Regions from separate parts of the Mus musculus genome. Here region 1 is linked to region 2. A link is a contact called in public capture Hi-C data. All regions are on one chromosome and are shown on one strand. The core of a region is the stretch at or near the end of the contact, and the rest is flanking DNA. Distances in the headings are between cores, read along the strand shown.

The links. Capture Hi-C pulls out chosen DNA fragments and counts their contacts.
Region 1: a capture Hi-C map of macrophages shows a contact between it and region 2, with 4 times the contacts expected there. The contact joins the promoter of Plcb2 here to the promoter of Rpusd2 in region 2. A contact is called at or near these places in 1 of 39 promoter capture datasets (neural stem cells), 2 of 115 datasets of contacts at active chromatin or transcription factors (bone marrow-derived macrophages and memory CD8 T cells) and 3 of 9 other capture datasets (adipose tissue, liver and macrophages).

What each region holds. Positions count from the first base shown.
Region 1 is chr2:118,726,787-118,731,380 of GRCm38.p6, reverse strand. Plcb2 (phospholipase C, beta 2) reads left to right here and starts at 2,943. Exons shown (of 32, transcript NM_177568.2): 1 at 2,943-3,143. The coding sequence starts at 3,060.
Region 2 is chr2:119,032,071-119,037,353 of GRCm38.p6, reverse strand. Rpusd2 (RNA pseudouridylate synthase domain containing 2) reads right to left here and starts at 2,564. Exons shown (of 3, transcript NM_173450.3): 1 at 1,886-2,564; 2 at 140-436. The coding sequence starts at 2,530.

The DNA of each region.
Region 1 (4,594 bases), core at 1,694-4,193, 310 kb after region 2:
CTGGTGAGCATAAGCTCTGTCCCCAAAGCTCCCACATGATACTGCTGTCTCAGTATCGCAAATGGAATATCTACCAGCATCCTCCTAGAGTGGCTGCTTCCCCTGGGCCCATCCCTTTCCCTTGCAAGCTCAGGGACATCCCTATGAGGTACCTGTATAGTGAGGTATTCCCACTATACAGGTGAGAAAGATGAGGTGCTTTAAAAGGTGAGCATCACCAGATAGACTTACTCAGTAATTGGCTGGGTTCATAGAACAGTGTGTGGAAAACAGGCTTCAGAGGATGCCACAACGGATCCCTCTCCATGACAGGAGCAAAGTAGCCATTGCCCCCAACCCAATACACAAGGTGCCTCCCTGTTCCTGAATCCCACTGCATCAGGTGAGAAAATTATCCACCTGGCCAGTAATTCTGGCACCTGAAGATAAGAGTTTAGCTTCCACCCCTGAACTTCTCTGGTGAGCAGATTGGAAACCCAGTCACCCCATGAGTCCAGTGCCACCAGTGAGCTGGGCGAGCTGGGATTGGGACTGGGACCTCCTCCCCTCTGCACCCCTGCAGAGACAGCTGTTGAGTGTAAGCTCCCTCCCTGCCTGCAGCCCACAGCTCCCACCTGTCAAGCGCAGTGACACAGATCTACCAGCGACTTCCTGGAGTGGCTGATTCAGGAGTCTGCCTCTTTCCCTATCAGGCTCAGCTTTCCCATGAGCCCAGCAGGGGGCATCCTTGCCCTTCCACTCTCCACCCTGGGGGGTTAGATTGGCCTCCCGCCAAGGGGAAGCCTTCCAATCCACAAGGCCCAAGAGTCAGTCCAAGGCTAACTTCCCAAATGTATTCCTGAGACTTCTTCTCTTCCTTCAGCCACGACCACTCTACTATTATTGACATTACGGTTTTTTTTTTCTTCCTTTGTCAACTTAATATTTTTAAAACTTGAACTCCAGCGTTCTAACAATCTTCCAGCTTGTCCCCCAAAGAGCTGTGACTACAGACGTGTTTTGCCATGCTGGGCAATGTATATATATTTTTAAAAGAGGAAACCCCTCTTCAGTAAAGGTCTTTCAAATAGCTTGCTGCTCTTTTGGCTGGCATCCAGATTTAGCAGGTGAGCGCCACTGATGTTACTACAGTCAGGAATCCCAGAGCCTGTCCAGGGGATGCCATCAATGGGTATGGATATAAAGTTTCTCTTCTGTGGGCTTAGGGCCAGAGATGGAAGGTGCAAAGAACCCAGAATTCTTTGAAGGAGGAACAGAGACACCCCTCCTCCCTTCTAGGCTTTCTTCCAGGCCTATGGCTGCAGGCAAGACAGGAAGGAGGAACTTGGAAATGGGGACTAGCTCCGTGCAGGTGACAGGTGTAGGCTTTGGGAAGGGGCAGGGATTTCCCTTGCAAAATTCATTCAAACAGACAGGAAACCTGATCCCACAGAGACAGCCAGATGTGCAGGGGCTCCCAGGAGTCTCCCAGGGAGATCCAAGGCTGAAGGCAGGGCTTGAGGAGAGACACTGAGGGAGGGGTTGGAACACCTGTCACCTGCAGGAGTTTGGGAGCCGGTTTCCAGGCCGTTCATTCAGATCTGGTCTTAGAATTGCTTTTCTGGGGACAATTAATTTCTAAGCTAGCTTTCTTTGAGAAGTTCACTACTTTTATTGGGGGTGGGGTGGGAGGTGGGCAGGCTCTCTTGTAGCCTAGTCTTGAACTCCTGACCCCATCCCTCTAGTGCCAGAGACCCACAGTTTACCTTTTGATTCTCACTAACCCTAACTAACCTGTTCATCTAAACCTGTTCTCTCTTGCCCGCCCCTACTCTCATGCACTGGCTCCTAGCCAGTAGTTCCAGGGCCTGGAGAGGGTAGTTCACAGTTGTCAGGGGTGGCACACAGACCCCTGATGGGACCTGTTGCAGAAGGCCAGGGCCTCAGAGGGGAAGGAAATCATGGGTTAAGCTTCTAGCCTCCCCAACGGTGCTAAGCCATTTGATAAGAGTGCATTATTAGGTAAGAGGAAGTGACTGGGGCCTGAGCTGGGCTGGAACTGAGCCTCTGGGATAGATATGGACGATGTAAGGATCACAACACCTAGAACCGAACTGGGTTAGAGTGGGCTAAACCCTGAACAGGGGGCTAGAGCAGGCTCTGGTCTGCCTCTCAGAACCTCTCTCCTCCAGGATCTGTGTGTGAGGCAACACAGTGCATGAAGGAACACTCCAGTGCTGGCGGCAGCAAAGGGCCTCTTAGGCTGTGAGGCAGCTGCTGGGCAGTGGAGTTTTTAGGTATTCATTGAAAGGTTCAAAGATGCAGAGAAGTGTCATGGGTGAGAGGCATACTGCCTCACCTGGCTCTCATTTTCATGGGGAGGAAGCACTGAGAAAGAGGAGCTGGGTGTCCGAGAGACTTTGCTTATTCAAAACACTCAGTGCCAGCTGGGACCCGGCCCATCCCTGACTCCCACTTCCAGATCCCGCCCTCTGAGGACAGAACCCCTGCTCTGTGGAGGACCCTTTTCCTAAAGAACTGTTTGTGTTCTTGCCTCAGCCCAAGGCTCAGGAATGGTATCTCCCACCCCCCTCCATGATATATCACTTTCTTCCATTGGCGGGGGGGGGGGGTGTGTAAATCTGAGTAAAGCCTGTCTTTGTAACGGGGTCCTGGCCCCAACATTTCTAGATCTCATAGCCCGCCCCTCAGTTCACAGCAGCCCAGAGAAGGAAGCCCAGAGCAGGAAGTGCTGAGGCAGGGGGTGGGGGAGGAACTCCCAGGAGGGGAGCTCAGCCCCCTTGGGCAAAACAGCTACTGCAGCCCCCGGCTTCAGGAGGAGGAGGAGGAGGAGGCTGATTTACAAGGCAGATCAACTGGGCCCTGGCCTGAAGCTCTGAGTCCTGCATCCAGCTACTGCCACCCCGCAGGCTATAAGAGCACCCGACTTCCGGACCAGTACTGGGCGGGTGCCATGTGAGCCTAGCCTAAGCTTCCTCTCCTGTTCACCCTTCTTCCTTCTCTTCTCCTGTCCCCTGGAGAGGTTTGCCCAACCTCTCCAAAGAGGGACACTTGACATCATGTCTTTGCTCAACCCTGTTCTATTGCCCCCTAACGTGAAGGCATATCTGAGCCAAGGGGAGCGCTTCATCAAGTGGGACGATGTGAGTAGGGTTCGCCTCCCCCCCCTCAAATCCCCAGCCCCCGGGACGGTGGGGGCTGGGCTGCTTGGGAGCTTTGCAGAACGGAGGGTTGGTTTATGTCTTCCCAGCACCCAGGCGCCTATGTGTCTGTCACAACAGTCTATCTAGATAAACAAGTCTGGGGTGAGGGTGGGTGCTCCTGGCTGCTGTAGGGAAGGAAGCCTCTGTGTTTGGGAATAAGAGAGGGGGCTATGTGTGTTTGTGTGTGTGTGTGGGGGGGAGTCAGAGTCAGAAATCTTTGGACCTGATTTGCCCTTTTCAAATCCCCGAAGATGATAAAGGTTTGTTTCTAGTAACTTCAGTGTTGGTAGGGGGAATGCATGTCCCTCTCCTCCCACCTCAGCTGAGATCAGGAAGAGAGGTCAGTCAGGTCCTCTTCCCAGCACGGACACCCCAAATTTGCTCTGGCAGGAGGCCCATAACCAGCTGCACCATCCCAGTGTGCAGAACAAACTGTGTCCTGTCCCAGGGAAGCCATATTCTATCTCAAGCTACTACTGTGGCAAGAGTTACAAAAGGGCCGTGGATCCAGTTGAAAACGGGAGGCTCAAAGACTGGGGTCTGAGAAGGAACTTACTGACTTCTGCTTCCCCCATGGTGGCTCAGCTCAGCTCAGCCTTCTATTACCTGCCAACCTGTCATCCGGCCGGGGAGGGAAGACCATCTGCACCCCAGCCCAGAGTCTGCGCCTTCCTAACTCGTCTCTGGTCCTTCTGGGCTGAAGACACAGCCACTAACCATAGAATCTTTTGGTCTAAGAAGAATAAAATGAGAACTGTCACTCAGAGAGGGATAGGCCTCCTTAAGAGTGCTCTAGCCTGGCCTCAGGAAGGCCTGATGTTCTCAACAGCGCATGACATTTAGGAGGTCACCTACAATTACTTCAGCTCCCTGGATTGGCTAGTCTAGTTTCTCTATGAACTGAGGGGAGTCTGAAGCTAGACCCTTCAGGGCTTTGTTACGTTAAGGCATCTGGCTGTCAAAACTGTGGGGATGGGGCCCTGGCATGAAATGCTTTCTGTTTCTCTAGAAGTTGGTCTCTAGAAGTTTTGGTTGGTGTGGCATGGTGGTGGCATGCTGGTGACATGGTGGTGATGTGGCGTGTCTCAGAGTCTATGGAAGGAGGAAAATGACTCACAATGAAAAGTGAAGTGACTCTCTCAGTTCCTCTGGGAAGCCTGTATAACCTGAGGGGGGCTGTAGGTCATCAGGGATAAGGCATGTGATTCTTTCTCCAACCTGTGTGTCTGGTTGACCAATTCCCTTCCCCAACCCAGAGTGCTGTGTGGTCCCTGAACTCTGACTTGCATGAGCAAGAATGTCCCAAGCCCAGGCATGGGACACATGACCTATGAACCAGGTTTTGCTCTTGGATAGCTTTGGCACAGTTAGTAGATATATGGCTCTATATT
Region 2 (5,283 bases), core at 1,315-3,814:
CCTTCTGAAGCATACAGGATAGCTGTCTTTGGAACTTCAGGTGCTGAGCCTCCTCAAAAGAGGAAGGTTGTAGATGCCCCTCAATCTACTTTATGATTCCTCTGTGTTCCAGTGTACAGCAGGCAAAAGCCTGACTCACCTGCCGATCCCGAACCTGCTCATGGATCTTCTCCGAGACTGCAGCTGTCTTCGCAAACATGAGCACTCCTGAGGTGAGGCGGTCCAGCCGATGCAGTGGGTGTAGCTCTTTCAGTTGGTGCTCCTTGCCTAGGATGAAGATGACCGTGTTGTGTCGGAAGCGGCCACAGGGGTGCACAGGAATGGAGGACGGCTTGTCTATAACAACCACATCGTTGTTCTCAGCTAGCAGGTGGATAGGCTCTGCTGTGACTGGTGGCTCATGTCTGTGCACTGTGTTCCGCAAGAAATCATTGTCCTGTCAAAAACATACGCAACATCAGCCTGGGACCAGCAACCTATAGATAGTCAGTCACCCCAGCTCCTCAGTTCCTTACTGACACAGAGGAACGGTCACAGTAAAGCCTTCAATAGAAAAAGAAGTGGGTGTAGTAAGATCTCATTTTGTAAAAATATACACAGGCATACAGCTAGTTTTGAAAAATATACAAAGTTGATTGAATTTCTTGGTGGTGAGAATGAGTATTTTTGCTTCTTTATATACTCTTTACAATAAAGTTGTATTTTAAGATTTTTCATTACATTCATTTATGTGTGTACATGCATAACAGCGGCACACGCAGAGACAAGAGGTTGTGAGTCTTAGTGGCAAGGACCTTTACCTACTGAACATCTCACCATCCTGACAGAAATATATTTGAAAGTAAATGTCTTTTAAATAGAGAGACAACCTCTACTAGTTACGAACAAACAACACAAGTTCAGAGCTCTAGGCTCTACACACAGATTTGATACAAGCTCACTACATACTCTTGGGCAAGTCATTTTAACGCCTCTAGGACTTGGTTTAAAAACCTATGGTTTTCAAAATCTGTATGGGGAAGGTTATTTCCAAATCCTGAAATTCTCCTTTTCTCCTTACAATCTCTGTGAGCCAGTGTTAATGATAGTAGTCTCACTGAATTTAAAAAAAAAAAAAAAAGGCTGGAGAGATGGCTCGGTGGTTAAGAGCACTGACTGTTCTTCCAGAGGTCCTGAGTTCAATTCCCAGCAACCACACGGTGGCTCCCAACTATCTGAAATGGGATCTGATGCCCTCTTCTGGTGTGTCTGAAGACAGCTGCAGTGTACTAAAATAAAATAAATAAATCAAAACAAAACACCTGCCTAGTATCTATCCCTGACTTCCTAATTCTATACACATGGGAAACGAGTTTCAGTGTTAATATGAGCGCACACTTTGGGAATCGTACTGTTGCCTTACTTTGAGGTTCAGTTTGGTCACAAAGGGGAGAAGAAGCAATGCAAACTCCCCAAAGTTGCCACTTGAGTTTAATGTTAGAGTGCACAAAACGCTTAACTTTGTTCCTGATACAGTTAAGAACACATAAATGAGGTCTCTATTATTATTTGTACAGAGATATATCATGCAGGGTAGAAAGTAGGCAGTGCCCTTGCCACAAGGCAGATATTAAAGGAACATGAGAATTTCCATTTTGTTTGTTGGAAACAAACAGCCTTGCTGGCAAGGATGATCAGGTTAAGTTCTGGAGCGTGGGAAGGCTATCTAACCTACTTGGGGCTGTGGGAAGCGGGGACTAAAAGAGCACCAAGAGAAAATGAGATTGTTTCTGAATTACCATCACTTTACTCCCATACTTATAAGGTGTGTCTGAGAAAACAAACAAACAAAAAAAATCCCAAAACCTTCCCTCCTTTTCTCAAAGCTAGTTCCATCAGACACCACCTTGAGCACGATGCTGAGGTCCTGGACTGGTTCCTCGTTGAGATGCAGGCGTCCTGCCCGGACAGCGGCCTCGTAGTAAGACAGTGGCTGGGATCGGAACTCGGTGCTGAAGACGTGCAACAAGCTGCGGCCCACCCAGCGACCTTTACAGTAGGTCTGGAAGTCAAAGTAATAGGGCCGCACCTTGCGCAGGCCGCCCTCGAAGTAGTAGGTAGTCTCTGCGAAGTGCTCATCGCTAAAGCTCACCCCGGTGCGCCGTTTCTTCGGAGGCGGCACGACCCGTTCCCCAGTGGCGCCCCTCCGCTTTTTCCTCTTGCCTGAGTCGGCGACTGGAGCTGGGGTCTGCTCTCCGTTGCTCGGGAGCTGCCCTTCGCCTCCCTGGGCCTGGTCCCCGCTCTCCGGGACCTGCTTCCCTACCGCCGCCGGCTCCAGGCGCTCCAGGAGCGGCTCTCCGCTCGTGTTGCTACCAGCATCTCCATTTGGCTGAACCAAAGCCTTCAGCCCGCCCGCTGCCTCGGCTTGCGCAGACAGTGCCTCAGTCATCGCCTTCCCACAGCTACCCCAAGTCCGGACAAAGCTGTGGGACCAGAGCGCCACCTGCCACTGCACAATGTCCCGTAGGCAGCCCGGGACACCCCGCCACATGACAGCACGGCTAGCCGCTTCAGGGTCGCAATCTGATGGCGTCACAAGGTAACAACCAATCAGGAAGATCCCAGTACAGAGGCGGGTTTGCAAGAAGGGAAAAGTGAGTTGTTTTCAGAGTTAGGTGTCTGAGGAAGTCCTTGCTTGGAGTACCCTTATGCCCAAGGTCACAGGTAGACTCATTGAAGAGATCAGATGGTATTTCCTAAAGGAAATCTTCGGGAGTGCTCCACATAAAAGACTTGAATGGAGATGATGGTACACATTTCAAATAGATAAGCGCTATTTTCCTGGGTCTGTAAAAAACGCCTAAAAGTGTACTTAAAAGAGGCAGAGCCCGCAAGGTATCGCACACCTGTAGCTCAGAAGGAGCATCAGGAGTTTCAGTTCTATGGTTATTCAAGAGTGTGTCTCAAAATAAAAGCAGACAAGCAAAAGAATAGTAATTATTATTGTTTTAAAAAACGAATACAAGGCAAACAAGCAGGAAAAAAGTACCAATCAGAATGAAAGTTGCTACAGCTATGACTGTATTAGTACCAATTTGTCTACTTTGCTTTTACTTTTGAGGGACAGTGTTGGAGAATCCTAGAGTATCAAGCACTCGTTCATTTAAGTATACCCAGTACTGCTATTGTATGACTTAAAGGCTGCATATTATAGTATGTTACATACCTTGATAAAGCTATTATTATATATATTATATATTACATATTATATATAATTGTATATGTACATATGTATTATAGACATACTCCCCAGAAGCAATTTTTTTCACACCTGCCCTTCCTGCTAACAGCATGAAAAGAACTAGAGATTGCCTATTTGACTTCCATGAACTCTTATCCAGAACCACTTGCACATTAGAACTTCAAATGGATCAAAATTTTATTGCCAAGGTCTTATGTGTGTATGTGTGTGCCAGTTGCATGCACTTGTATGTATGAGTGTGTGCAAAGGTGAGAGGTCAACCTCAGATGACCTTTCTCTGGTGCCGTCCATTTTGTTTAATGAGACAGGGCCTCTCACAAGCATGTACTGCAATGCCCACCTTTTTAATGTCGGTTCTGGGGATCGAACTGAGGTCTATGTTGCATGACAAGCACTTTACCAACTGAGCCTAGCCCTTCCTTTATCTCCCTAGCCTGCTAGGGTTCTTAAATGCAAAATGCTGAAAACTGCACTGGCTAACTTCATCAGAGCAGGGATTACTGGGAGGATGTTAGTACTTCATAGGATTCATAAAAGAGTTGAAGTATAGACTGAGGAAAGAGACCAAATCAAGGCAAGCAAGGCCTCTGAAAACTATCTGTTGCTGGAGAAGAACCCCACTTGGGATGCTGCCACTGTGAGACTTGCTGCTGTGCCAATTACTCTTTGCCCCCACAACCCTTTGTCCCTTGAAAATCACTAAATATATCAGTCTCTTTGTGATCCTATCTCAAGATCTGGAATCCTACAAGGGAGCCAAACTTCCAAGAGGGACTAAATCTGTCTTTATTTTACAGAGTGCCTGGCAATAGTCAGTAATCCCATTATTCTTCACAGTGGGATTTCTCCAAAAAATGTAAATATTTGATTGCTAGTGTCTAAAAACAGGACAAGTGTCTAGTCCAGTTCAAGTATGTGAGCATGAACTTTCTCATGGGCGTTTACTATACAAAATGTTAATGTTGGCTTAGACTATTCTTATGCATTAGCCTTCTGGAGAAGATCAAGAGATGATTTTTATCTAAATGCTTCTATATATCAAAAGTCCCACAAAGGGAGGTGGACATAGGAGGACCAGAATTGTTAGGTCATCTTTGACTAAATAGAGAGTTCAAAGTTATAAACAAAAATTTCTGGGGGGAGGATATGGGGGACTTTTGGGATAGCATTGGAAATGTAAATGAGGAAAATACCTAATTAAAAATAAAAAGGTATTCAGACAATGAAAAAAAAAAGTCTCACCAAATGAAGTGAAGGACAGAAGATGTCCGTGTGGTTTTACTACAGATCAGACTGAGATACCTGAAGCTGTAGAAATCTTTATGCTGAATGCCAGATTCCTAATTACCTGCTTTTTAAAACAGAGGTTGGATTTTACACTGGCTGTGAATACCATAGAGCAGAAGTGCTTAAAAAAGAAAACACTATCTCTTGAGCATGTTGCCTTATTAAGAAATTTACATTGAGGGCTGGTTTGCACCTTTTAACTGGAGATATGACAGAGAGAGAGAAGACAGAGAGAGAGAGAGAGACAGAGACAGAGACAGACAGAGAAAGACAAATAGAGACAAAGTTAGGGAGAGAAAAAGAAGAAACTTACAACGAGGGTAGCATTTTATCCAGAGAAACTTATACATCAGCAGGGTTTCTGCTTCATAGAGTTTGTACAAACTCAGCTTGACCTAATCACAGACACCATGAGTCATAACCACGATTGCCCCTGAGAAACGTCAGTTGATTTTTGCCACATAGTTTCCTAGTAAGTGTACGTAGACCAGGCCATATGTGGAGCTTTGTAACTAGATCCCAGTGCAGTCAATGTCAGATGACATTGATATTGAGTTAGGCAAACCAGGTATTTTCTACCTGGAAAGCACTTTTGCTGTGTACCAGAATATACATTTTTTTGGCTGAAATTACAGGTATCCACTGGCCTTATTGCCAGAAAGGACCACACTTGCACCCCCAAGTTCCTAATAAATTGCATTGTATACAATCTGAGGTCTTTCTGCCTCTTTCTCTCTTCAGTCTCATGTGACCTG